Regions from separate parts of the Mus musculus genome. Here all the other regions are linked to region 1. The links are chromatin contacts, called in public Hi-C, HiChIP or PLAC-seq and promoter capture Hi-C maps. All regions are on one chromosome and are shown on one strand. The core of a region is the stretch at or near the end of the contact, and the rest is flanking DNA. Distances in the headings are between cores, read along the strand shown.

Region 1 (3,330 bases), core at 55-2,554:
TGCACAGCTTGCAGGACTGGGATCGCCTTTCCAATGGCTTCAGCCCCCTGGAAGCTGAAGGAGGGGCCTGAGAGTGTGTGCAAAACCACCATCTTTAGATTGGGCTGGGTTCTTGGTCAGCAGCTTGGTGCAGTTCCCTGGGCGTCTAGGGTAGACTAACTGCCTGGGGTTCATCCCAGCAGGTACACACAACCAAACTGCGCAGCTCTTGTTTTCTGTGGCTAGATCTTTGCCACACACCCTCTACTCCGGGTCAGGATGATAAAGGTGTGGGCTTCTGTGGCCGTAAAGCTCCACTTGGCACTTCTCAGCAGAAAGGGGATCAGGGTGTGTGGTCTCCAGGTAGAGAAAACCCCCTCCGGATGAACCAGCAGTGCTGAGAGCTGCTTTCTTCAGGGTCCTGTCTGTAGCAAGATGCCCTCCTGGTCTAGAACTTGTGTTCTGTACCCACAGAAGTGAAGTTTCATGATTCACAATGGGAGAAAACCCTGGAGGAGAAAGGCGTGGTCCATCTGGCTGCCCTCTTCCAACTCTAGTAGGATCACCGGAGCTATTTAGCCGAGGGTGGGGACGGGGGTGGAGGCGTTGAGGTTTGAGTTGTTCCCCAGAGCTCCAGATCTAAACCTCACTATTGGGGAAGATCTCACCTGGCCCCAGCTTTGCAGGAGCTGGATCCCAGCCCTTTGGCAGTTTGCTAAGGGATGAGGTAGGCTTCGTGTAACTGATGGGCTTCTGCCTGGTTACAGGCCACGGACGGAAGCCAGTGGCACCTCCTGTGATGGTTGTCCCGCTACAGAAACTAGGAATTAAGTGGGAGAATAGACATGGTGCAAATGACTCCTGGGTTCTAAAAGGGCTTGGTTTGGAAGGTGCCCGAGCGCTTATAATCAGAAGCAGGACTCAGAGAGAAGAGCAAGACTTTCTTTAAAAATAGACGGTCTCATGTTGTATCCCAGACTGTCGTCAATCTCGCGACAATCAATCCTGTTTCAATTTCCCGAGTGTTGGGACTGCGTTAAGATCGGAAGCCCGGGTGTCTACTGAAGGCCACTAGGCGTACAGAACCCTATCCATACATGCAAACGGAAGCCCGAAGCCTCTGTTCGGCCTGTGCCTCTCCATCCAGGCCTTGGGAACCTCTTAGCACACCACGTCCTTATCCTCACTGTAGCCTCCATCGTAGAGGAATAATAAAACATTTCCCGCCATCCTCAAGTCCCGTGAGGCAAGGACGTAGTTCACGCGAGTCTTTGCAGGTCTTGCGTCACTTCCTGCCGCGAGTCGGCCTTGGCTAATGGTATGCATCCGCCCTTTTTGAATAGAAGTGAAGCCACTTCCGGGTCCTATGCCGGTCTCCACGGTTTTTTTCCGGGTGATGAAGGCGGGTGCCCCGGATGTAATACCGGCGAAAGCATCTTTCCTTTTCTTCCCCGCCTGACCCTGGGTTCCTAGGTGAGCACCGGCGGGTAAGATTGTTTGAATCCCCGCGGGTTTGCTTCGCCTTTAGTTTGTACGCCAAGGACATGGCCGAGCAGGTCGCTACGTGGTATTCGGGGATCTAGGCAGCTCCAGCTCTTGGGTCCGACCGGCCTCTGTGAGCACTCGGGTGGGAGAGGTGGTTGAGTTCGGTAGCTCCGGACTGGTAGGGGAGTGGTGACGTAGGGGAACCTGACTCCCCATCCCCGGGTGGGAATACCCGCAGGGTCCACGCGGGGGCGGAGATCCTTCCCATCGCCTCTCCTCCGGGCCTCAGAATTGCCCAACCAACCCCGGACGTCGTGCCTGCTAGTTCTCTCAGATGCTTTAGCGATCTGTCCTCGCTCACATTTACCAGGAAAAATGTTGGTGGCCCCTGCACTCCCCCGCGGTCCTCTCTCCTTACCTCACTTCCTCACTACATATCTTTTTCCGAGGTCCAGCTGGAGGAAATCCACAGCCAATCATGCCAAAGAGGAAAGTGACTTTTCAGGGTGTTGGAGATGAGGATGGTGAAGATGAAATCAGTGTGCCCAAAAAGAAGGTGAGATGGCCAGATTTCGAATTTCCGTGGAGGACTGAGAGGAAAGAAGAAGGAGAAATCTGATGGGAGGAAAGCCGGGAAGCCAAGGAAGTGTTAGTTTTCCCCGGCGCACTGGGTTTGGAAAGATTTGTGTACAGATCCTGGAGTATCTGGGGAACTACCCAGTTGGCTGCATTTCTCATTTGCTTCGGCCTCCTCACAGCTGGTGGACCCTGTGGCTGCAGCAGGTGGTCCTGGGAGCCGCTTCAAAGGCAAGCACTCTTTAGACAGTGATGAAGAGGATGATGATGAGGAAGGGTCCAGCAAATATGATATCCTGGCCTCAGAGGATGTAGAAGGTGAGCTATGTCCGAAGCGTTAACTGAGTTGGGGGGACAAGCCTTCAGGATGGAGGTGGGAGGTGTGCCTGCTTCCCTTTTGCGTGTCTAGCATGCCCCACCCCCAATGTCTTCGGTGCAGGTCAGGAAGCAGCTACTCTCCCTAGTGAGGGCGGTGTGAGGATCACACCCTTCAACCTGCAGGAAGAGATGGAGGAAGGCCACTTTGATGCTGATGGCAACTACTTCCTGAACCAGGATGCGCAGATCCGAGACAGCTGGCTGGACAACATTGACTGGGTGTGGCCCAGGGACTATTCTGGCTGAGGCCTGGGAGTGCAGGTGCAGGGCCTGGGCCCTGGTGGAAGTTTGTAAGAAATTCTAATTATCTTTTCCTTGTAGGTGAGGATCAAGGAACGGCCCCCTGATAAGCACCAGGTTTCAGACTCGGAGGAGGAAGACAGCCTGGGTCAGACTCCAATGAGCGCCCAAGCACTCCTGGAGGGACTTTTGGAGTTGTTGTTGCCAAGAGAGACAGTGGCTGGGGCCCTTAGGCGGCTGGGGGCCCGAGGAGGAGGCAAAGGGAGCAACAGCAAGGGGACTGGACGGCCCAATTCCCCCCAGCGGCTAGACCGGCTGTCTGGGTTAGCTGACCAAATGGTGGCACGAGGCAACCTTGGTGTGTACCAGGAAACAAGGGAACGGTTGGCTATGCGACTGAAGGGTTTGGGGTGTCGGGCCCAGGGATCCCATGACCCCACACCTCCACCCTCCCTGGACATGTTTGCTGAGGAAGTAGCAGAGGGTGAACTGGAAACCCCAACCCCTACCCAAAGAGAGGGTAAGTTTGGAGGGCACGGGTGGGGGGCAGTGTGGGCTGGAGACTGAGTGCTTGAGGCCCAAGTATCGTTCATTGTGTTAGAGGCAGAGTCAGCAGGAGATGGCCTGATGGATGTGATGTGGGAGTATAAATGGGAGAACACGGGGGACGCC
Region 2 (3,493 bases), core at 308-2,807, 700 kb before region 1:
GAGCAGGAACACTTACAGTATCCACCACACTCTCTGACGTAAAAGAAGTAGACCCGAGAAGGAGAAGCCATGGAGAGAGGGCAGCCATCAAGGAAGAAAGAGTTCCTTAAAGCAGTAACTAATATCACTTGGAAGTCAAACTTTTTGACTCTAAAAATAAACATTAGACTCAATGTTCAAGTCATGCTTGCAACTAGGTGTCAAGGACATGCTCAAGGGCAGCTAGTTTGTCATGTGAGCATCAGTAAGACGTAAGGAAGACTGGGAATGTAAAATCTTCCCAAAACTTGGCTGTGAAGGGATTAGATTAAAGACAACTGGAGAGGGAGCTGGTGAAGAAACTCCAGGCAAATGGGAAGGGTGGAAAGGCAGACAGTACAGAACTGACAGGTCCTCAGTGGGGAGGGGGGGATATTTGTAAAGGGGAGATAATATAAGAGGGATTGTTGGGTTGATCCAGGCTCAGGTTTTGCCAAGAGTGCGCCACAGTGGTACAGAGGTCTGGGAAATCACAGGAAAGTATGGCCTAGATAAAGGAATTTATTGTGAGAGGGAGGGTGCCTCTGCCCACAAGGGGCGCTAGTGAGACACGAGGGATGGCTGGCGGTGATCTTGAAAGACAGGTTGTAGACAAATGGTATCTGAAATAATTTCGGGGAAAATGCTTCCAGAGTCGTATCCCTGCTTTCGCGGAATTCCATTCGTCTATTGACCCGTAGGTTCTAGACATACCAGATGCATAGACAGAACTTGTCATAAAAAATGTGCTAAGCCGGGCGTGGTGGCGCATGCCTTTAATCCCAGCACTCGGGAGGCAGAGGCAGGAGGATTTCTGAGTTCGAGGCCAACCTGGTCTTCTACAGAGTGAGTTCCAGGACAACCAGGGCTACACAGAGAAACCCTGTCTCACCTCCCCCCCCCCCCCAAATGAGCTAAACGGGAGATGGTTTAGCAGTTAAGAGCACTGACTGAACTTCCAGAGGTCCTTGAGTTCAATTCTCAGCAACCACACACGGTGGCTCACAATCATATGTAACCGGACCCAATGCCCTCTTCTGGTGTGTCTGAAGATAGCGACAGTGTGTTTGTGTTTGTGTGTGTGTGTGTGTGTGTGTGTGTTACCGTCCTGTTAATAGTAGCTTTACAGAGCCGGGCATGGTGGCACACGCCTTTAAATCCCAGCACTTGGGAGGCAGAGGCAGGCAGATTTCTGAGTTAGAGGCCAACCTGGTCTACAGAGTGAGTTCCAGGACAGCCAGGGCTGCACAGAGAAACCCTGTCCTTGAAAAACCAAACAAAACAAAACAAAGTAGCTTTACAGCACTACATACTCAAATTTCCCTTAATGTCTTGCAGCCTCTCCAACTACAATTCCCATCATGCCCGGCAGCTGCGTTATCAATGATTACCCACATTCCTAAATCCTGTTTACCAGCCCAGCATTCCTAGCTGTCATGCCTAAGAATAACCAATTGAATTGGAGAACGCCAGCGGAGGCCGACCAATCTTCCGGTAGGAGGGGCGTGGTGACAGCAGGCCCCGCCCTGCCCCGTGGCGATTCTTCCCTCCTGTCCCTGGGCTGTACTGTCGACATGGGCACCACCTGGAGGAGCCCTGGACTCGTGCGGCTTGCACTGTGCCTCGCTGGCTTAGCCCTCTCACTGTACGCACTGCACGTGAAGGCGGCGCGCGCCCGCGATGAAAATTACCGCGCGCTCTGCGATGTGGGCACGGCCATCAGCTGTTCCCGCGTCTTCTCCTCTCGGTGCGTGCAGACATGGAAAGCATGGGGCTCTTGAAGGCCAGGTTACCAGATAATTTTGGAGTCTGGGGTCGCAGTGTCCACAGAAAGGACACTTTGAGAGCGGCCTGGCTCCATGGGTTTTGGTGGGTAATCGGACGTGCACACTGGACCTCACAGAGATACTGGTGCTTGAACGCTTTCTGAGGATACTGTAAATACCAATGATGGGAAGACTGGAGGAGGCAGGGCAGTATATTGCATAGAGACTGAGGAAACTTGAGATGATACAAAGCGGGAGGAGGGGGTGGACTATTGGCTGTGCTGAGGGGACAAAGTGGCTCACTCTGTCCGGGTTGGAGGACCAAATGTTAGTGGGTGGTGAGGGAACTGTAGCTTTGTAGGCCCAAGCAAATAGATTTCCCAGTTGTGATCACCGTAAAGCGAAATCAAGCTGGGAAAAACTTTTAACCTTTCATTTATTTGTTTGTGAGGTGGCACATGCATGCCACTACATGCATGTGGAAGTCAAGAGAATAACGTTCGGGAGTTGAGTCTCTCCTTCTTTGTGGGCTGCGGGGGGATTCGATCCAGTTGACAGGCCTGGCAGCTGATACTTGTTTTTCCTGAGCCATCTCACCAACTCCTGAAAAATTATTGATAGTCTGTGATGACAGGCCACTAAGAGCCCCAGGACATGCCAGGTCAATGCCCTTTGGACTCTTAGTAGGTGGAGCTTCTTGCTAATCACTGTTCTACAAAAAAGCTCAAGAGGCACTTGGCCTACCCCACTTACCTGCTTCTTTCACTTCCACCAGGTGGGGCCGGGGCTTTGGGCTGGTGGAGCACATGCTAGGAGCGGACAGCGTCCTCAACCAATCCAACAGCATATTTGGTTGCCTGTTCTACACCTTACAGCTGTTGTTAGGTGAGTGAGTGGCTTTGCCCCTTCATGACCTGTCTTCTGAAATCCAGAGCAGCCCCACCTCGTGTCGTGTCGTGTCGGTGACCCAGACAATTGACACCCAGCTGCTAATTACTGAGCAATCTCATCACAAGGAGTCAAGAAAGCAGAACACTTAGCAGGAGGCTTATCCTACTTGGTTTAGGTAGCCAGAGGCTGAGGGCCCTCAAAGATTTCTCACAATCTCAGTTTTATGGCAAAGAATCAACTTCTTTCTTTTTGTTTAGTTTTTCGTTTTTTCTTCTCCCTCTCCCTCCCTCACCTTTTTTCCTCTTCCCCCCTCCCCCCCAACCCAAGGAGAGGATTTCTCTGTGTAATCCTGGCCGTTCTGGAAGTCACTACATGGGCCACCACACCTCACATGGGTTTTGTTTTTGTTGTTTGGTTTGTTTTTGAGGGGTGTGGTGAGGCTGAGGCAGGTGTTGAGATAGGGTTTCTCTGTGTAGTCCTGAATGTCCTGGAACTCACTCTGTAGACCAGCTGGCCTCAGACTGAGAGATCTGACTGTGTCTGCCATCAGAGTGCTGGGATTAAAGCATGGCTTTGGACCACACCTGGTAGGTTTTGAGACAGGGTCTTTTTGAGACAGGGTCTCTCTACATAACCCTAGTTGTCCCGGAGTTCATTATGTAGACCAGTCTGGCCTAGAATTTGCAGGAACTCTCCTGCTTCTGCTTCCGGAGTGCTGGGACTGTACACCACCGTGCTCAACTGATAGTTTTTTGGTTTGCTTTGCTTTGGGAGACATTCCAGGTTGACCTTGAACTTCTTTTTGAGAGGACTCCAAA
Region 3 (3,483 bases), core at 653-3,152, 800 kb after region 1:
GCTGCTGGGAATTGAACCTCTGGAAGAGCAGTCAGAGATCTTAACTGCTGAGCCATCCCTCCAGCCCGTTTGTGTCTTTTCAGTAACAGAATCTACTAACAATAAATTCACAAATGTCAGTGGTCTTAATGGCAGCAATTTGTCACACACGATCCACCTATTTTAGTGATCTGGCCAAGGTGAATGCATGTTCTTTTATCCCAATCATAATTACTAATATTAACTCTCACATGACACAACAGACAGCAAATTATATCTCCCTGCATATATAAGATTTACAGAATAAACAGAAAGGGCTACATTAGAGTTCAAAAGGTCTCAGAAGTGAACTGATGGAGTCTGCATTGATAACTAATCAGGCCAGTGACAGGAGGGAGCTGCTGGAACCAGGATTCAAAAGCAGGAAATGGTGGCTTTAAGTCCAGGTTGGGTCAGGAGAGCAGGGGTAGGGGTAGGCAGCTGAGCAGGCCAGGCAACAGTGGGAAACTGAGGCAAGCTAAGCTCCAGAGAAAGTCAGAGAACCCTCTGCTTATCAGTCTATGATTTAGTCATCGGGTATCAGGCGACAGGATATTGTGGAGGCATACCATCTCAGTGGCAGGCATCCATCACTTTATGGGCTCCTTATGAGGAAGTCATACTCTTGGTCTGGCCTACCTGATAAGTTCTTGGATCTGGTTTCCCCAGTTTGATTTTTTTAGGGGGGGGGGTCGGTTGAGACCGGCTTTTTCTGTGCAGTGCTGGCTGTCCTGGAACTCACTCTGTAGACCAAACTGGCCTTGAACTCACAGAGATTTGCCTGCCTCTGCCTCCCAAGTGCTTGATTAAAGTCTTGTGCCACCACTGCCCAGTGATGTCTGCATTTCAAAGAGAAGACTCTACCTTGAATTGCTGAGTTGTGAAAAGGCAAGGGGTTTATTAAGACATTAGAAGGATTAGCATATGCACAACCATGGTACTGACAGTACTTACATTTTTTTCAGTTAATTTCCACATGCATGAGTGAATGCCAGCAGGGTATTGACCAGCAGACAAACATTAAACCATCAAAGACCTCTCAGAATTCAGACCTTTCTGAGTTTTGAAGTTGTATTGTTTCCCAAACGAGCTAAGTGTGCATAGCATGTTGCTGGAAAGCGCAGCTAGCTCCCAGTCAGTCTACAATCACGAGCATGAACCCTGGTGCTCTGTAGTACATTGTGCAGATAAGCGGCAGCAAGGCCTTTATCAAGAGTAACCCCGCTGTAAACCGAGAAGCATTCATATTTCAATGATCAGGAAAGAGGAGCCAGAAGGAAGCCTCTTTTCTTTGCAACAGGGAAGTAAGTCTCTTATTTTAATTTGTAATTGTCTTAAAAAGTGTTTCTGAGTTGTGCTGTGCTATGACATATATTGTTTTGATATTGTGTTTGTAGAGTATTTCAGAGGTGACATGCATGAAGGTGTTTAGTGTGGAATGGAACTCCTGCCACACAGAGGTTGAGGACACAAAAGGAATCCACAGCCCAAGATCTTCAGCTTCTAACCTTAGTTCCACAAGGCTTTTTCTGTGGCTTCCGAGAATGAGGACTACAATTCCCAGGATGCGCCAGTCTTTCACCAACCAGGAAAATGGATTTCTCTAATGGGCGGGCCCTGGGGAAGGCTGGGTCAGGAGGAAATTTAGCCAATGGATGAACTGTACAGAATCGAAACCTTTTTTGATTGTACCAAAGAGATTGGAATCTTTGGCGCCTTTGTTTTAGTGGAGGGTAGGTGATAGACAGGTAAGTAGACCAATGAGAACGTGGATAGGCGGATCCAGAGCGTGTGGGCGGGAAGAGATGATGACCGGCAGGCTGTTCGTCCAATGAAAGGGACAGACGCTAATACGGTGGGCCGGTGACTGTGTAGAGGCCGGTGTTTGTGGAAGCAGTGTGGGAGATGGCGGAACCACTGAGGGGACGTGGTCCGAGGTCCCGCGGTGGCCGAGGCGCTCGGAGAGCCCGAGGCGCCCGTGGCCGGTGTCCTCGCGCCCGGCAGTCTCCGGCTAGGCTCATTCCAGACACCGTGCTTGTGGACTTGGTCAGTGACAGCGACGAAGAGGTCTTGGAAGTCGCAGACCCAGTAGAGGTGCCGGTCGCCCGCCTCCCCGCGCCGGCTAAACCTGAGCAGGACAGCGACAGTGACAGTGAAGGGGCGGCCGAGGGGCCTGCGGGAGCCCCGCGTACATTGGTGCGACGGCGGCGGCGGCGGCTGCTGGATCCCGGAGAGGCGCCGGTGGTCCCAGTGTACTCCGGGAAGGTGCAGCAAGGTCCCCAAGGAGGGTTGTTGGGGGAGTGCTAAGACTGGCGTGGCGGGTTTGGCTTGGGGCAGTGTGTGTGTGTGATGAATACTTTTAGATTGGAGATACGAGGGGGTCGGTAATGTTAGATGTATGGAGTTATCTGGGATTGTATCTTCGGGTAGAGGGAGGCTGAGAGAGATCGAGGGACGATCGAGGGAAGCTGGCCTTCTAGATGCGCTTCAGGGATTGGAGTCCTTAGAGAAGACAAGTGCTGGAATCGAGGGAAGAGCCATTCTTGTCTTAAGTAGGGTTGGCAGGATGTGAGACCCACCTCCTCTTCCCCCTTTTGTCTTCGTAGGTACAGAGCAGCCTCAACCTCATTCCAGATAATTCATCCCTCTTGAAACTGTGCCCTTCAGAGCCTGAAGATGGTAAGAGTGGGTTTGTCGGGAGTACCCTGCACTGGCTTCTCTGAGACTTCCTAGAGTTTACATCCCTGTAGTCAGTGATATCTCCCCCCCCCCCCCGCGCCCCCCCCTCGCTCCAGCACCCTCCGTCCCCCTGCCCCCACCCCCACCCCTTTTCTCTGTGCTTCAGTGGTATCTAGGGTCTGGAGAATGATGCTCAAGTGTTATCCAGTTGACACACAATTTTGATTCTAAGTGGTATTGGGAAAATGGACTCCTGAGTCTGAGATAGGGGAAAGTTATGGTCCATAAAGATGCTGGTTCATTAATCAGAAGTCACAGGAACCTACTTAATAGCCATGTCCACCCCTTCCCCTCTTCGGGTCCTAACGGGCATATGGATATGTTAGAGTGAAGTTTGAGGTACCTACCCTTGACATTTTGATCTGTGTTATCATAATAGGGGTGAAGGGAGTTCTGAGACTCTGTGACATCTTGTTACACTCCTACAGTGTTCCATTCCTTGGGAACACTTTGGAGCCAGAAGAGTGTTTCTTTGACTTTATCAGAACTGCCCATTCTTTATTCTCTACTGATAAGTTTTTGCAAACCCTTTAATAAGGCCAGTGACTACGAGTCAAGGCTAATAGGGGAGTGATAACAGTCTGCAAAGACCTGGAACTAAGACTCCTTTCTGTTAGGTGAGGGCGTGTGGTAGGCTGATTGAGAACAGGCTCAGGAGTCTTGTGGCCTGTATTTGAATCCTTCATAACTGTGTGACTTTGAGCAAGTTTTCCTCATGAGGAGAAT
Region 4 (3,630 bases), core at 1,067-3,566, 520 kb after region 1:
CAGCAGTCAATCTTCCCATTGGATTTATCTAGTCTTCTCATCTACAAATATTTACACAGCCACTGACCTCCCAGGAACTATAGCTAGTAAAACTGATTTGTGGCTGGGCAGTGGTGGTGCACGCCTTTAATCCCGGCACTTCGGAGGCAGAGGCAGGTGGATTTCTGAGTTTGAGGCCAGCCTGGTCTACAGAGTGAGCTCCAGGACAGACAGGGCTACACAGAGAAACCCTGTCTCAAACCTCCCCCCAAAAACTGATTTGTGATTACTTCTTGTTTTTAGCCCCCCCACCCCCACCCAAGTATCTTAGTGCCAAGCAATATGCCTCTTCCAAGACAGAACCAGGGTAGAGACAGACCTTTTAAGTATGCACAGGGCCAAAATGGATTCCTCAGGAGTTCTCTCACACAAAATGCCACATGTGGACTTAAGGTTTAAGCTTGTTCTGGGGATAAAGACACGAACTTTAAATTAAAAAAAAATAAAAGTCATACACACATATATTGTTTATGTGCAAGTGTGTACACATATTTATGTGTCATGTAGCAGTCAGTTCTCTCCTTTCATTGTAAGAGTCCTGTGGATTGAACTCAGACCATGAAGCTTGGCAGCAAGTGCCTTTACCATCTGAGCTATCCTGCTGGTCCAAAGCTGGACCCTTTGGTCTTTATTCTTCTTTCTCCCTGCTTCAGTGGCAGCAGGTGTACCAGCAAAGCTTTCCAGTCTGTAACCTGCGAGCAAAATGTTGGGAAAGATACAGTTCTGAGCTGCAACTCAACACTGTCCCTCCAGCGATGCGGCTCTGCTGGTGGCCCTCTGTATAGGTACCAAGTTCTGAGAGGATCCCCTCTCCACTGGTACCAGTTCTCTTCATAGGTGCATGCTAGTAGATCCCATGGCTCTAAGGCCTGGCACTGGATCCGAACGCCCACCCACAAGAAAAAAGATGACATAATATATGAATATATACATTCATACCTGCAATCTTAGCCCTTGACATGCTGGAGCAGAATTGCCACAAGATCAAGTCTACCCTGGATTACATGGTGAATTCCTAGTCAGCCTAGGATCCAGTATGAGACCTTGTCTCTGTCAGTTCCAAAGCCAGCATTCTTTAGGATCTCTCGAAGCAGTTCTCCTCTACTAAAGGAGCCATTCCCTTATTCTGGCAGAAGGAACAGATCTGTGGTACCTATTAGCACACTAAAAGGCATGCTGGCATCTTGGCTCCTCTCGCTCCCCTGGCCCAGAGGCTCCCTTTCTACCAGCTTCTCACTGTCCTATAACCCAGCTATCTCAGCTACGCATCCCCCAACCCCACTCTCCAAGTCCTCGTCTTTGTCTTCATCTCTTGCTATCCCATGCCCAAACCCACTTCTCATGGCCAAGTCCAGTTTTCTGGTCATATTCAGTCCACTTCTTTCTCTCTGGACTCTTCCAGATCACTATGGCTGAACTCTCCCTAGCATCTACAATAAAATCCTCCCCTCAGTCACACCTCGGAGTGGTCCTGTCATCAGTCTACATAGTCTCAAACAAACACAATTTCCTCTAGAGAAATGGGAAGTCTTGTCCTGATGCCCAGCTTTGCACAGCTCTCCTCTGAGATGACAACTCTGTAAGGGTCAGGAGGTGCACAGCTGTGGTACAGGAGCCTCTGCAGCCCCAGTGCAGCTTGATATTGCATCTTCACTCCAACAGCAGACAGAGGTCAAGGGGGCACTCCTCACTCCTGGAGGTGTGTCTCTCCCAGCTGCAGCCTCTTGTCTTTGCAGAGGGTGAAAATCTTTCTAGGGACTGATCTCCACCAGTCACGTGTGGTATTGGATGAGGTAGACTAGAGCCATGAAGGCAGGGGCACCTTCCAGGGCCTTTAGACTCACACTCCCATGAACACCCCTCCAACTCTGTTGCACCTCTAGTTCCTTGACCTTGCTCCTTCCCATCATTCTGGACTTTCCCTGACGTCAGAGGTTCCAGGCATCGCTGTGGTTGCTCTGATCGAAGCCCAAGGTGTCCTCAAGACTGGCTTGGAGCCAGCAGGTGTCCCCATCTGGCTACTTTCTTCCCTATGCCAGAGTGGGTTAATTAGAAAAGTCCCATTGTTCTACCTTAAGTTTAGGTAAGTTAGGAAGGAGTCAGAAGCAGAGCAAAAGAAACCCACTGTCCATGCTGTGGCCTGATTGGTGTTTTGTTTTGTTTTGAACAGGCTAAACCCACAGTCCACAGTATGGTTAACAGAACCCTGCCCTACTCCACCTCCTCCCCTTTTTGTTTCTGGAGAACAGCCAGTCCTAGCACTGTTTCCACTTCCTCCCACTTGGGACACAAAATCTCCAGCTCAAAGACCAATTCTGCATTCCCCACATTGCAAAGCCTACACAAAGATCCCTACCACTGAGCACCGAGGGAGGCATGGCTCAGAACCCCAGGTGAGTGGCAGAGTGGGGTGGCCACCTTGTCCTGCCCAGATACTGGTTCCACTGCTCTTCAAGTGCCAGCTAGTCCTTACACTTTGATTAGTCTGCCTGACTGCTGCCTGGGCCTCTAGCCTCTCTACTTTCTCCATGCATACCCCACCTCAGAAGAGCAACTGTGGTTTGTCTGAGTTCCCCTCCGCTCTGGCTTGTTTTAGAATCCTTTTTATTTTAGTAGAAAGTTTCTCCCTACCTTGCAACAAGCTTAATAGCTAAATTGGTTATATTTGTCTCAGAGCAAAATAGGATATCAGTTCTAGATGGGCTGAGGCATTTCTGAAGATAACAGGAAGTTCAAGGGGAAAAAAATAGAGAGAGGCCATGGCCTGAAGCTGCACTAGGAAGTAGTGAAGACTCGGCTGGTGCCTGCCGTTTTCTCATGTATGAGCTGGAATATCCTAGGAAACAGCACACATTGGACTGATTCTACCTCAGAGTGTTTTAATGCCTGGACTATGTATGCTTGGGCACTAGGGACATGGAACAATGTTCCACAGGTGATCAGACATAGCACAGTGGTGACTTTTGGTGGAGATAGATTTGCCTTTGATCCCAGATCTACCTGCCACTTTGGGGGGCTCTGCCAAAGCCCCAGGATCCCCGTCTTAAATCATTTAACACATGGTACTGTGGACTTGCTAGAGAAGTGGGTTTTACTCTGTTCTCAATGCAGCAACATGGAGCCCTTGCGTAAACCACTGGTGCCTGTGAAGGGAATCCCACTCATCAAATACTTTGCGGAGACAATGGAGCAACTGCAGAACTTCACAGCCTGGCCTGATGATGTGCTCATCAGCACGTACCCAAAGTCTGGTGAGCGAGCAGTGGTCCCCACCACACACACACTTTGGTAAGCAGGTCAAGACTCTGAGCCTCGCTCACCTCTTGCTCCTCCCTTTCCAGGTACTACCTGGATGAGTGAGATCATGGATATGATCTATCAGGGTGGCAAGCTAGATAAGTGTGGCCGGGCCCCCGTCTATGCCCGGATACCCTTCCTTGAGTTCAGCTGCCCAGGGGTCCCCCCAGGTATGTGCATGGGGGTGCTAGAGACAAGTGGAAAAAGGTAGGACCGGGCCCCAGTTTAACAAAGTTCCTTGTTCAACTTAGGTCTTGAAACTCTGAAAGAGACACCAGCCCCACGGATCATTAA
Region 5 (3,313 bases), core at 334-2,833, 550 kb after region 1:
CTGGCCCAGCTATGGATTCTATAGATAATTAATTGTAAGAGTCACCGTTGCTATCTACCTTTATAACCCTTCCTTCCTTTAACTTTTTTAAAGACTTATTTATTTCGCTGTCACTGTCTTCATGCACACCAGAAGAGGGCATCAGATCCCATTACAGATGGTTGTGAGTCACCATGTGGTTGCTGGGAATTGAACTTAGGACCTCTGGAAGAGCAGTCAGTGCTCTTAACTGCTGAGCCATCTCTCCAGCCCCCTTCCTTCCTTTGGATCCCTCCACACCACATGGCATGCTGTTTGGCTTTAAGGCTGACATCCTTCTGCCTATTACTGCCTACTGCCTAGCAGTAATAAATAAAAGAAATCCATTTCATCTAAATTTGAATTGAGCCTAAGATTTGGTCTTTCCCTGTGGATTCTAACACCACAACATTATACTGATCTACAAGATGTAAATTTGAGGGCCAGTGAGATAGCTCAGCAGATTCAAGTGCTTGTGCCAAGCCTGATACCCCGAGTTCCATCCTAGAAGCCTACATGATGGAAGGAGAGAACTCCTGAAAGCTGTCAATTGACCTCCACAAAAGTGCCATGGAATGAACATGCCTGCCTTCACACACACCAAATATTTTTACAAGATAGAAACGAGAGCACCAAAATAAATTTTATTTTTATTTAAAGTGTGAAATAGACAATGTCCAAGGAGGGAACAGAAAGAAAGGCAAGATGAAGAAGGGTTTATGTATTTTGATGGTACAACCGTTAAAGATGAAGCAATGGAAGCAGGAGTTCTTTAGAGGAGAACCGAGGCAATGAAAGAGGATGCTACCAATCCTGTATCACTGAACTTCGGAATCCAGAAGTCAAGGTGGCTTTGTTAGAGCTGTTTCTGTGAAACAGCATGAGTCAAAGCCTCCCTAGAGAAAGCTGAACATTGACAGGTAGGGGAAGGTGCTGATGAGTAGACGCAGACGTCCTAGGATACATGTGTCAGCCAACACAAGAGTGAGCTGGAGAGTGGATGAAGTTACTGTTGTGAAAATGGACACCTTTAGAGCATGTGCAGTCTGTAATCTCAGCACTCGGGATTGGGGGAGGAGGACTGCGATCTCACGGCCAGGTTGGGCTACCAAAAACTAAGCTTTTGAGAAAGTAGTAAAATGTGCTGATGTCTGGGACTCACATCAGCTGCCGGCATCTAGACTAGCCAGCTCCAGCCGCTTCCCACCTCTTCAGAGAGGTAGGGCGCACGCGCAAGCCCCAGGGCGCCGGCTCCCACAGCCCCGCCCCCTTCCCGTCCAGGGCGCGTGCGCGTCTCCTCAGACGCCGCCTCGGCGAGCCGGGCGCCGGGCAGGAACGCTGGCCTTTCGTTCCCGCGCTGCTTGGAGGTACCTTGCCATGGCCCCGTCCCACCTACCGAGCACAGGAAGAAACAGCACGTCGCGCTGGTAACTGCGATGGCGGGAACAGGCGAATCCCTGGAACGTTTCCTCACAGGGTAGTCTCGCACTTGCGTTCGAAGGTTCGCGGCGCGTCAAGAACCACACACGCTGTTTCTCTTATGAGCGCGGTCGAGCGCGGAGGACTCCTCTGCGCATGCCGGGTACTTCTCTGTGACGTGCTGCATTGCACTCTGGGAAACGTAGTTCTTACTTCGACACCTGTGCTTTGATGTACTTAATCATGATTTAATAGATCAGAGTCAAAGGAACAGAAAAGCATGCGTGAAGCCTCGCTTCGCATGTGAAAGGTGATGGGAGCGGATCCTCTGCACCAGAAGAAAACAACAACAAAACCACATCAGATTGTTGGGGATGAGGAGGGAGGGCCCCAGGACGCAGATGAGAACTCTGTACTTTAAGCTGAAATTTGCCGTGAATTTAAAATGTATCTGAAAATATTTTTAAATTCCAAATAAGCAGTTTTAGGTTTAGTACTTGTATTTTACAGAATCTTCCCAGCAAATAAAAGATTTGGACATGCAAACATTTAGCTACATCTTTGGATACCTACCCTGTGGATGCCTGCCCAGTTAGTGCAGTGGTAGGACACTTGCTTAGCATGGTCCCGGGCTCAGTCCCTAGGGACTGCTCCCACCCTAACTATCCTAATATTTCGTACATAACACCTAAAAAAATCAATATGGTTTGGTGGTTAAGAGCAAGTACTGCTCAATCGTGAAGACCAGAATTAGAATGCCAGCACTTGGGTCAGCTGGCTCAGACTGCCTGTAACTCCAGCTCCAAGGGATCTAATGCCCTCTTTTGGCCTCTGAGGGCACTGCACAGGTGCACATACACATATACATACGCCTGGACATAGAATAAAAATATTTTTGAAAATCTTTTAAAGTTTATAATTACATATTGTTATTCTCTGATAGAATTACAAATGCTATAAGGTCAAGATCATTAGACATTCCCAGTACATAGCACTGTGCCTGGCATACAACAAGCTATCAGATATTTTTCTATTAGGAAACCTTACATTTTAACACTGAAACTATTTTAGCCCCTAGACTAGCAAAGAAATTAATGTATATATATATATATATATATATATATATATATATATATATATATATATATATATGTGTGTGTGTGTGTGTGTGTGTGTGTATACATATATATATATATGTGTGTGTGTGTGTGTGTGTGTGTGTGTGTATGTATATGAATGAGTCTGGGGAGATGCCGAGCAATCAAAAACATGTACTGCTTTTGCAAAGAGCCCGTGTTCAGTTCCCAGTGCCTACAGTAGTGGCTTATAACGATCTGCAATTCCAGCCCCAAGGGTACTGATGTGCTGTCCTCTGGCACCTGCACTCACGTGCACATACCCACACGGAGACACATACTTTTTACAGTTTGAAAAAATAATTTTCTTTCATTGAATCTGTATGTCTAGTCAGTTGTCCTGGTTAATTTTAACAACTTGACAGGGCCTAGAGCCACTGGACAATGCAGTCTTCACTGAGGAATTTCCCAGACAGACCTAGCTATAGGGAATTGTCTAATGGATTATATAGGATTATAGGAGTGCACTACCACGTTACCATGTTAATTCATACAGAAGGCCCAGCCACTGTAGGTAGCACCGTTCTCTGGGAAGGTGATCTTGGACTACATGGAAAAGCTAGTGGCATTTAGAAGACAGAGACAGGTAGATGTCTATGAATGAGGCTAGCTTGTTCTATATAGGGAGTTCAAGACACCAGTGAGACTAGTCTAGGAAGAAAGAAAGAGAGAAAGAAAGAAAAAGGAAGGAAGGAAAGAAGCTAGCCAGGCATGGTGGCACATGCCTTTGATTCCAGTGC
Region 6 (3,712 bases), core at 837-3,336, 570 kb after region 1:
ACATGCTACCCTAAACTCTCCCTTCCCACAGTTTCTCTGATTCCTAAATAAGATGACTATGCTAGTATCTTTGCCTTTTTATTACCTCTTGGTCTCTGGGTTCTCAGGTTTTTTTGTTTTTTTGTTTGTTTGTTTTTTGCCTCTTGGCCACTTGGTCCAAGGTTCCTCTGTCGACCCTCCTCTCTTCTCTTCCCCCTGTCTCTTTCTCTCTCTGTCTCCCACAGGCCCTGTTAAGTCTGCTGGCCATGTTCACTCTGGACTCTTGCAGATAGCTCTGCTTGTGCTCTCCCTCATGTCTACACTAAACCTTCTCCACCATACCCAGGAGCCGCATGGCCTCTGCTTTTTAATTTTTTCATTCATATTTCTGACGACGACGACGGTGACAATGATGATTCACCTGTTCGTTTCCTATAGAGTAAAATTTGGGGGCATGGGGAGGGTCTGGGAGGAGTTGGAGAAAAGAAACCTTGATCAGAATACATTGTATGAAAACTTTTTTTAAAATAAAAAAAAAGTAGAAAATTTCATTTCACATGCTTTTTATTTGAACTTAAAATTCATACTAATTCTTATCAAACAACCCAAGGGAAGCTAGTATGGACTGAAAAAGCTTACTATTAGTTCACACTTGATTCATACTGGCTGGGTGTGGTGATGCACACCTTTAAACCTGGCACTCAGGAGTCAAAGGCAGGTTGATCTCTGAGTTCAACACTAGACTCAAATCTGGCCTACAGAGCAAGTTCTTAGCCAGCCACAGCTAAAACAGTGAGACTGCCTAAAAAACAAGGCAGGGGGTATCAAAGCACAAATACCTGTTTATTTCATTCTGCCCTCAATATATTATTTAAATTTTAGAAGTCACACGTATTTATTGTGTGTGTACATGGATAGGAATGTGAGGGTCAGAGGACAATTTATGGGACATTTTTCTCTCCCATACTGTATGGGTCCTGGAAACCGATAAACTCAGGTTGTCAGGCTTGGTGGCAAGTACTTTACCCATTGAGTCATCTTGCCAACACACAATATTTTATTTTAAATTCCTTTTCTCCACCCTTTTTTTTTTTGAGGGGGGAGGGTCAAGGCAAGGGCACTGTATGGGAACCCATGGGAAGTTGTGACTAATCCTTACACTGTTCCCGCTTGTGAAGGTTTTCCAGGCCTCATGAGTCTGCAACCTCTCACCAACAGAGCCAGATAGAGTTATCCTCTGTTAAAGGGGGAACCTGAAGCAATCAGAGAGGGAAAGTGACGTGTCCAAGGTCACACAGCAGGAAACACTGGATCTGAGCTGACTTGTGATCCCAGCATTTAGGATGAGGAGGCCAGAGAATTGCAAGTTCAAGGGCTAACCTGGGCTCCATAGAAGGATTCTGTCAGAAAGAAAGGTAGAGGGAGGTGGATCAGGAATCAGAGTGTGGAATCCAGGGTATTTGCTGTCTCTACCAGCTAGCTATCCTCCATCTTGCATGAGGAAGAAGTCCCTGGGGACTCTGTTGAAGGGGACTTTTCACAAAAATAGAAGCCTTGGGTGTGACAGGAACTGCTGACCAAGCAAGAAGTGGGTCAGTGTCCCTCCTCCCTCCCTTTTCAGTATGTATGCTGCCACTACCTCCTGAATCTGAACCAGACTACAGTGTGTGTGTGTGTGTGTGTGTGTGTGTGTGTGTGTGTGTCTGTCTGTCTGTCTGTCTGTCTGTCTAACTATGACCCAGGCCCAGGAGGGGCTTGTGGCAGAGGCTGAAATGATAGGAAGGACTGGCCTATCTGAGGCCCTCTGCTCTCCCTGGCCAATATCCCAAAGACTGTGCCCAGATCCTGTCTGCTTCCTCCGCCCCTGAGGCGAGAGCTTTCCACGTGGAAAAACACAGCTGTGCTTGGGTGAGTCCTGTGAGGGAGGAGGGAGGGGAGGGTGCTCCTCTCTGCTCAGGACTGCTGTCTATGGGCCCAGTTCTGGGAAAGGGCCAGATTGCATCAGACAGGGCTTGGAGGGCGGGGGCCAACCCCGTGGTTTAGGGAGGAGACAGCGTTATAAGTAGGGTGAGAAACTGGGAGAGGGCAGACATTCAGACAAGGAGACACAGGCAAGACTTTGGAGAGAGCAGACTAGGCATAATGGCCACCTTGCCACCAACAGCCAACCCTTCCCAGCAACCTCTAAACCTAGAGGATGAAGATGGAATCCTGGATGAATATGATCAGTACAGCCTGGCCCATCCCTGTGTCGGTAAGGTTTTCGTGGTAGCTCCTTGGTCAGCCCATCTGCTTCTCACTGGGTACCCCGGTTTACCTTTCCTAGCTAATCTATTCCCAACTCCCAAGTAACCCCTTCTAGTCTCATCTACTGAGTTCTGTCTCCCTTAGCCCCAAGAACTCACAAGTGAGCATCTCTCATTCTATACTTGAGTAAACAGCAAGGATAGAGTGCTTCAGACGTGAAGACGTGACCGCCCCACTCTGGCCATTTATATGCCTGTCCTAACCTCACACACCTCCTCTACCTCCTGCTCCACCAGTCGGGGGAGGTCGGAAAGGTCGGACCAAGAGAGAAGCTGCTGCCAATACCAACCGCCCTAGCCCTGGCGGGCATGAGAGGAAGCTGCTGACCAAGTTCCAGAACTCTGAAAGGAAAAAAGCCTGGCGCTGAGACGGAGCTGGAGGTGAGTCGGGAGAGCCGGGCCTAAGTGTGCCGAGCGGGAAGCGGGGAGCCAAAAGCTGGTCCTGGTGAGATGGCGCTGCAGGTAGAGGCTCTTGCAGGCAAGCAGGACAACCTGTGCTTGATCTCTGGGACTCGAGTGATGAAAGGGGAGAGAACCAACTGCAAGCTGTGTTCCCAGGGAGCCCTGCAGATAGATGTCCAGGCAGGGAAGTGATAAGAATGAAAACCCCATTCAGACCGAATTCCATCAGCTTGGATCAGATTTCAGGGCATCTAACGCCAGGCGGTTCACTGTCAGCATATTTAAAACACAGTACAATTTGGGAAGAGGTTTCTAGGCAACAGTCAGGTCCATCAGTTCAATTCCAGGAGCACAATAAAGCTTGAGGTGTGACTACACTGAAACTCCATGAGGGTGGGTTCTAGAGCTAAAGGCCTAGAATCTAGAGTGGTCTCTGACCAATAGCATGGAGGTCATCAGGCAGATGTGACATCTCTCCTAAGAGTGGGTAATGGTCTAGGGAGGGGAGAGTCTGGGATTATCATTCTGGAGAACTTGAGTGAGGTCGGCTTCTATAGCAAAAGCTGGGGAGGTCTGACTCCACACAGAGCCAAAAGCTCACCAGGTTGTTAACAAAATCCACTCTCAGATTTCTGAGTGGAATGCAGGTATTTGACTTTATCTCCTGCATTGAGGAGACACACGGCATGATTAAAACTTCTGGTTCTTAGTGCTTCTCTTGAGTACAAGGACCTCTGTGCCCCCAATGTCCACCGACTTCCATATGCTCAAAGTAGCACACGAGAATACGCATGTGCGCACATGCATGCAAACACATTGGCATATCAATAAATGAAAAAAATAGTGTTGGCCGGACAGTGGTGGCACACGCCTTTAATCCCAGCACTTGGGAGGCAGAGGCAGATGGATTTCTGAGTTCAAGGACAGCCTGGTCTAAGAAGTGAGTTCCAGGACAGCCAGGGCTATACAGAGAAACCTGTCTCGAAAAAACAAAATACAAAAAACAAAAACCAAAACCAAAACAA
Region 7 (3,610 bases), core at 634-3,133, 830 kb after region 1:
CCTTCAAACGTCAACCCTACGTATACTTGAGTCCCGCCACAGAGGGACCGCTGGGCTTGGCCCACCTCATGTCTGCCAGCCCTTAACCTGAGTGAAAATTTGTCATGGACCTACAGTGGGCTTTGGCCTTGGTTTCTCTGGGAACCTACTGAGTTCTTCCCTTCCCACCCCCAGTACGTGGTGATCCCAACTCGACGGTCCACGGCTGAGGCCTTCCAGATAGTGCTGTCCCACTTGCTAGGAGATGCAGGGAGCCCTTACCTCATTGGTCTAGTAAGTGCTATCCTTGGCTGGGATGGAATGGTTTTGGGGACCTGGAACTCCCTACCCTGACTGGTGGCATGAGTCTGGCCAAGATTAGGCAATAGATGCCTATGGCGCATCTCCCCTTTGGTCCTCTGGTGTATAGGAAGGAAGCCATAGGAAGGTTTTGCCCGTTAGGCTGTGGGTCTCACCCTATGACCCAAATATTCCCCTTCCCAGCCTCTGTTTTCTTGGTCAGTGCTCTGCACCCCCCAGGTCTCTGACTCTTTTCTCCCTGCAGATCTCTGACCGCCTCCGACGGAGCTGGCCCCCTTCCTTCCTGTCCGAGTTCCGGGCTCTGCAGTTCTCGCTCATGCTCTGTGCTTTCGTTGGGGCACTGGGTGGTGCGGCCTTCCTGGGCACCGCCATGTTCATTGAAGATGACCGCCGGCGGGCTCAACTCCACGTGCAGGGTGAGTGAGGGTCACTGTAGGTCCACCTTCACAGTACCACCTGCCTGTCTGTCTGTCTCCGCGTATGTACTCTACAGTTCTCCCTCCACTCAGACTAGCCCATCCATTCATGCCACCAGCTGGGGGCAAGAGTCCCAGCATCCCAGGCTCATCCAGCTTAGCTTTGGGTCTGTCTGGAAGTGGATTGGGCTCTGTCTGTGTGCAGTTCTGAGGGCTCTCCATGCTGCCTCATCTGGGCCCCTCTGCCTGTGTCCCCTTGCTGCCTGTGTCCCCTTGCTGGCTCTTATCTTACTGGCCTTGGCTCTGACCCCTTTCTCGCAGGTCTGTTGCATGAGTCTGGGCCCTCAGATGACCGGATTGTAGTACCTCAGCGAGGCCGTTCTACCCGAGTCCCCGTGTCCAGCGTGCTCATCTGAGGAGCCGGTGCTTACCCGGCCACTGATGCATCGCAGCTGGGCCTTGGGCCCACCCAAGACGGTTCCCAGGCAGAAGCCCTCACCAGGCCCAGGTCCAAGAAGGAAGCCCTGGGATATCTCCCAGCTCCCAGACACTACATGGGCAGCCCAGGGAAGAGATGGGAGTCCAGAAACGGGGAAGGGGTGTCCTCTCTACTAGGACAGCCCAAGGGGTTTGGTGCTATTTGTAATGGAATAAAATTTGTAATCAGACTCCTGACTGACTGCTTGTCTCTCTGTGGGTGCCACTGGCCTCAGGGAATATCCATAGTCCCAGGACTTAGCAGGGGCTGTCAGGTCACCCTGTGGGTAAGTCCCTGTCTTCTGAGCTTGGTAATCTAGAAGGAGGGCTGCTCTTTTCTGAGTGAGCTGGTTCAGTATGACTGTGACTCACCGTGGTCCCCTGGAAGTCGCTCTCCCAGTAGTTAAGCCTGGGAGCTGGGGGCCTGTGGTGCCCTCAGTGCCCTCGGTCCACACAGGCCTTGGCAGAGCCTCCTTGCAGTTCTCCCACCCGGGCATGGGGAGGGTACCGCGGGCCTGGTTGGCACGTGTCTCCTTTCCTAGTGGACGGGCTGCCTCATCCTGCAGCCTTAGACCCTTCCTCCACACAGTCCCTCTGCCTCCTCCCCCTTCCCACAACTGGGTGGGGGTGAGTGGGCAGGGGGCAGGCTCAGCCTGCTGAGCAGCCTGATGATTTCCTGCCCTCACCACAGCTTCCTGTCGCACGCGGTGGTGAGCAGGAGAGGCAGGCGGGGAGCAAGAAAGGGGCAGGTACAGCTGGGCACGGGGATCGTGCAGCTGGTAGCTGGGGCACGGGCCCCAGCTCTGGCTCTGGGGCGAGCACCTTTCCAGAGCCAACACTGCTCTCAACTCAGTCCAGCAAGAGAGGGGAGCCATCCAGCCCCGAAAGGATACGGCTGCCTACTGCCGGGCGGATCCCAGGCTGGAGCCCGCTTGGTCCCATACCCCTGCTGCCACTCTGTCTCGAGGGGCTGCAGTGCAGCAGGGCCTGTGGCAGGTGCTCTGCAGATGGAAGCAGACGCCTTGAGCCCGGTGGGGCTGGGCCTCCTGCTGCTGCCCTTCTTGGTCACGCTCCTGGCTGCCCTGTGCGTGCGCTGCCGTGAGTTGCCAGGTAAGTGGGAAGCTTTGCGGAACTGGATGATGGGTGGGCGCTCCATTGGATCCTCATACCCTCCCCAGCCCCTGCACTCTCCACTGTCCCTACCTGGGCCCTGATTGATGGTGGGGGGCCTGAGTTTCTTTGTCCCTGGTGCACCCCGATCCTGACTTGTTGGATTTCTTTCCTCCAGTCTCCTATGACAGCACTTCCACAGAGAGGTGAGTGGGAAGCCCGTGTCCCTGTGTGTCTTCCCTTGGTTCCACTCAAGGGTTTGGGGCTGGGGCCCTCTTGGCCCTGTACCCAAGCTGTCTCTTTCCTGCCAGTTTGTACCCAAGAAGCATCCTCATCAAGCCACCTCGTGAGTTCAGTGTCTCTGGCCCTCCTCGAGGGTTTTTAAGAGTGTGCGTTTGTCCTTGTTCACCTTTAGCTGTCTGAAGGGCTGTTCCCTGGCTTGGGATGGGGAAAGTGGGAGCCCCCATGTCTGTCTAGGGCATGTTATTTTGGGGTCCATTTGTCCTTCGAGGCCTTGATGGGGGGTGTCTGGAGCCATCCCTCAAGCTTCATTCTGTGTCCTCAGAAATAACCGTCCCCCGAACACCTGCTGTTTCCTACCCTCTAGTCACTTCCTTCCCACCCCTGAGGCAGCCAGACCTGCTCCCCATCCCGTGAGTATCCCCCAACTCCGTCCCTTGGGTCTACTGTGCCTCTCCACCTTCTAGGTTGGGGAGGCGCTTTTTCCTGGTTGTCTTGCTCCCAGAGTCCTACCTAGACGTAATCTCTGACCTTTGGCTTCCAGGAGATCCCCACAGCCCCTTGGGGGTTCCCATCGGATGCCATCTTCCCAGCAGAATTCAGATGATGGTAAGGGTGTAGGGCACAGGAGGGCTTTGGGGAGGATGTACAACCTGAGCTGATCCAGTCTTCTTCTCCCTCTCTCTTTGAAGCCAACAGTGTGGCAAGCTACGAGAACCAGGGTGGGTCTGGGGTCTGGGGTAGTGGGTGGGGTGGGGAGGCTGGACCTGTCCAGGTCGTGTTAACTCTCCTTTCTCACAGAGCCAGCCTGTAAGAATGTGGATGCAGATGAGGATGAAGACGACTATCCCAACGGCTACCTGTGAGTGGGTAGAGGGGAGGTGACCGTGGAAGTTGTGTGCCCTTTATCAACTTCTCGTTCCTTCCTTTCTTCCAGAGTGGTGCTGCCTGACAGTAGTCCTGCTGCCGTCCCTGTTGTCTCCTCTGCTCCTGTGCCTAGCAACCCTGACCTTGGAGACAGTGCCTTCTCTGGTGAGTCAGGCTTTCTGTCTACCTCCCTCTGCCAT

The links. A called contact is a pair of places that touch in the nucleus more often than the background predicts. HiChIP or PLAC-seq counts read pairs in DNA pulled down with a chosen protein or histone mark. Capture Hi-C pulls out chosen DNA fragments and counts their contacts.
Region 2: a contact with region 1 is called in a promoter capture Hi-C map of liver. The contact joins the promoter of Vkorc1 here to the promoter of Cd2bp2 in region 1. A contact is called at or near these places in 1 of 115 datasets of contacts at active chromatin or transcription factors (bone marrow-derived macrophages) and 1 of 9 other capture datasets (liver).
Region 3: a contact with region 1 is called in a promoter capture Hi-C map of liver, with 2.2 times the contacts expected there. The contact joins the promoter of Nfatc2ip here to the promoter of Cd2bp2 in region 1. A contact is called at or near these places in 6 of 39 promoter capture datasets (hippocampal neurons, liver, neural stem cells and 2 more), 1 of 115 datasets of contacts at active chromatin or transcription factors (embryonic stem cells) and 3 of 9 other capture datasets (adipose tissue, liver and pancreatic islet).
Region 4: a contact with region 1 is called in a promoter capture Hi-C map of liver. The contact joins the promoter of Sult1a1 here to the promoter of Cd2bp2 in region 1. A contact is called at or near these places in 1 of 39 promoter capture datasets (liver), 3 of 115 datasets of contacts at active chromatin or transcription factors (embryonic brain, pancreatic cancer cells and stem cell-derived neural progenitor cells) and 1 of 9 other capture datasets (liver).
Region 5: a contact with region 1 is called in a promoter capture Hi-C map of adipose tissue, with 2.4 times the contacts expected there. The contact joins the promoter of Sgf29 here to the promoter of Cd2bp2 in region 1. A contact is called at or near these places in 5 of 39 promoter capture datasets (cranial neural crest, embryonic stem cells, hippocampal neurons and 2 more), 8 of 115 datasets of contacts at active chromatin or transcription factors (the 230-238 cell line, differentiating embryonic stem cells, embryonic brain and 5 more) and 3 of 9 other capture datasets (adipose tissue, liver and macrophages).
Region 6: a Hi-C map of muscle stem cells shows a contact between it and region 1, with 2.9 times the contacts expected there. The contact joins the promoter of Nupr1 here to the promoter of Cd2bp2 in region 1. A contact is called at or near these places in 7 of 39 promoter capture datasets (the HPC-7 cell line, cranial neural crest, hippocampal neurons and 3 more), 2 of 484 Hi-C or Micro-C datasets (muscle stem cells and olfactory sensory neurons), 2 of 115 datasets of contacts at active chromatin or transcription factors (embryonic forebrain and large pre-B cells) and 2 of 9 other capture datasets (adipose tissue and liver).
Region 7: an H3K27ac HiChIP or PLAC-seq map of embryonic stem cells shows a contact between it and region 1, with 3 times the contacts expected there. The contact joins the promoter of Lat here to the promoter of Cd2bp2 in region 1. A contact is called at or near these places in 1 of 39 promoter capture datasets (pre-B cells) and 1 of 115 datasets of contacts at active chromatin or transcription factors (embryonic stem cells).

The regions. Positions count from the first base shown.
Region 1 is chr7:127,194,051-127,197,380 of GRCm38.p6, reverse strand. It overlaps Cd2bp2 (CD2 cytoplasmic tail binding protein 2), which reads left to right and starts at 1,304. Exons shown (of 7, transcript NM_027353.4): 1 at 1,304-1,452; 2 at 1,920-2,020; 3 at 2,223-2,358; 4 at 2,480-2,637; 5 at 2,740-3,178; 6 at 3,260-3,330. The coding sequence starts at 1,943.
Region 2 is chr7:127,893,681-127,897,173 of GRCm38.p6, reverse strand. Vkorc1 (vitamin K epoxide reductase complex, subunit 1) reads left to right here and starts at 1,557. Exons shown (of 3, transcript NM_178600.2): 1 at 1,557-1,765; 2 at 2,560-2,669. The coding sequence starts at 1,593.
Region 3 is chr7:126,395,156-126,398,638 of GRCm38.p6, reverse strand. It overlaps Nfatc2ip (nuclear factor of activated T cells, cytoplasmic, calcineurin dependent 2 interacting protein), which reads left to right and starts at 1,902. Exons shown (of 8, transcript NM_010900.3): 1 at 1,902-2,283; 2 at 2,625-2,697. The coding sequence starts at 1,924.
Region 4 is chr7:126,675,104-126,678,733 of GRCm38.p6, reverse strand. Sult1a1 (sulfotransferase family 1A, phenol-preferring, member 1) reads left to right here and starts at 2,316. Exons shown (of 8, transcript NM_133670.2): 1 at 2,316-2,432; 2 at 3,151-3,290; 3 at 3,381-3,506; 4 at 3,588-3,630. The coding sequence starts at 2,416.
Region 5 is chr7:126,647,579-126,650,891 of GRCm38.p6, reverse strand. Sgf29 (SAGA complex associated factor 29) reads right to left here and starts at 1,583. Exons shown (of 10, transcript NM_029339.3): 1 at 1,415-1,583.
Region 6 is chr7:126,623,844-126,627,555 of GRCm38.p6, reverse strand. It overlaps Nupr1 (nuclear protein transcription regulator 1), which reads left to right and starts at 2,086. Exons shown (of 3, transcript NM_019738.1): 1 at 2,086-2,233; 2 at 2,523-2,666. The coding sequence starts at 2,122. The coding sequence ends at 2,653. All of the region lies in intron 1 of Gm39087 (a long non-coding RNA gene), which reads right to left.
Region 7 is chr7:126,367,841-126,371,450 of GRCm38.p6, reverse strand. It overlaps Lat (linker for activation of T cells), which reads left to right and starts at 1,883. Exons shown (of 12, transcript NM_010689.3): 1 at 1,883-2,303; 2 at 2,482-2,509; 3 at 2,615-2,649; 4 at 2,869-2,956; 5 at 3,088-3,152; 6 at 3,236-3,265; 7 at 3,345-3,405; 8 at 3,481-3,575. The coding sequence starts at 2,201. It overlaps Spns1 (spinster homolog 1), which reads left to right. Exons shown (of 12, transcript NM_023712.3): 10 at 175-273; 11 at 545-716; 12 at 1,038-1,391. The coding sequence ends at 1,132. Mir7058 (microRNA 7058) reads left to right here and starts at 3,406; the gene lies at 3,406-3,480.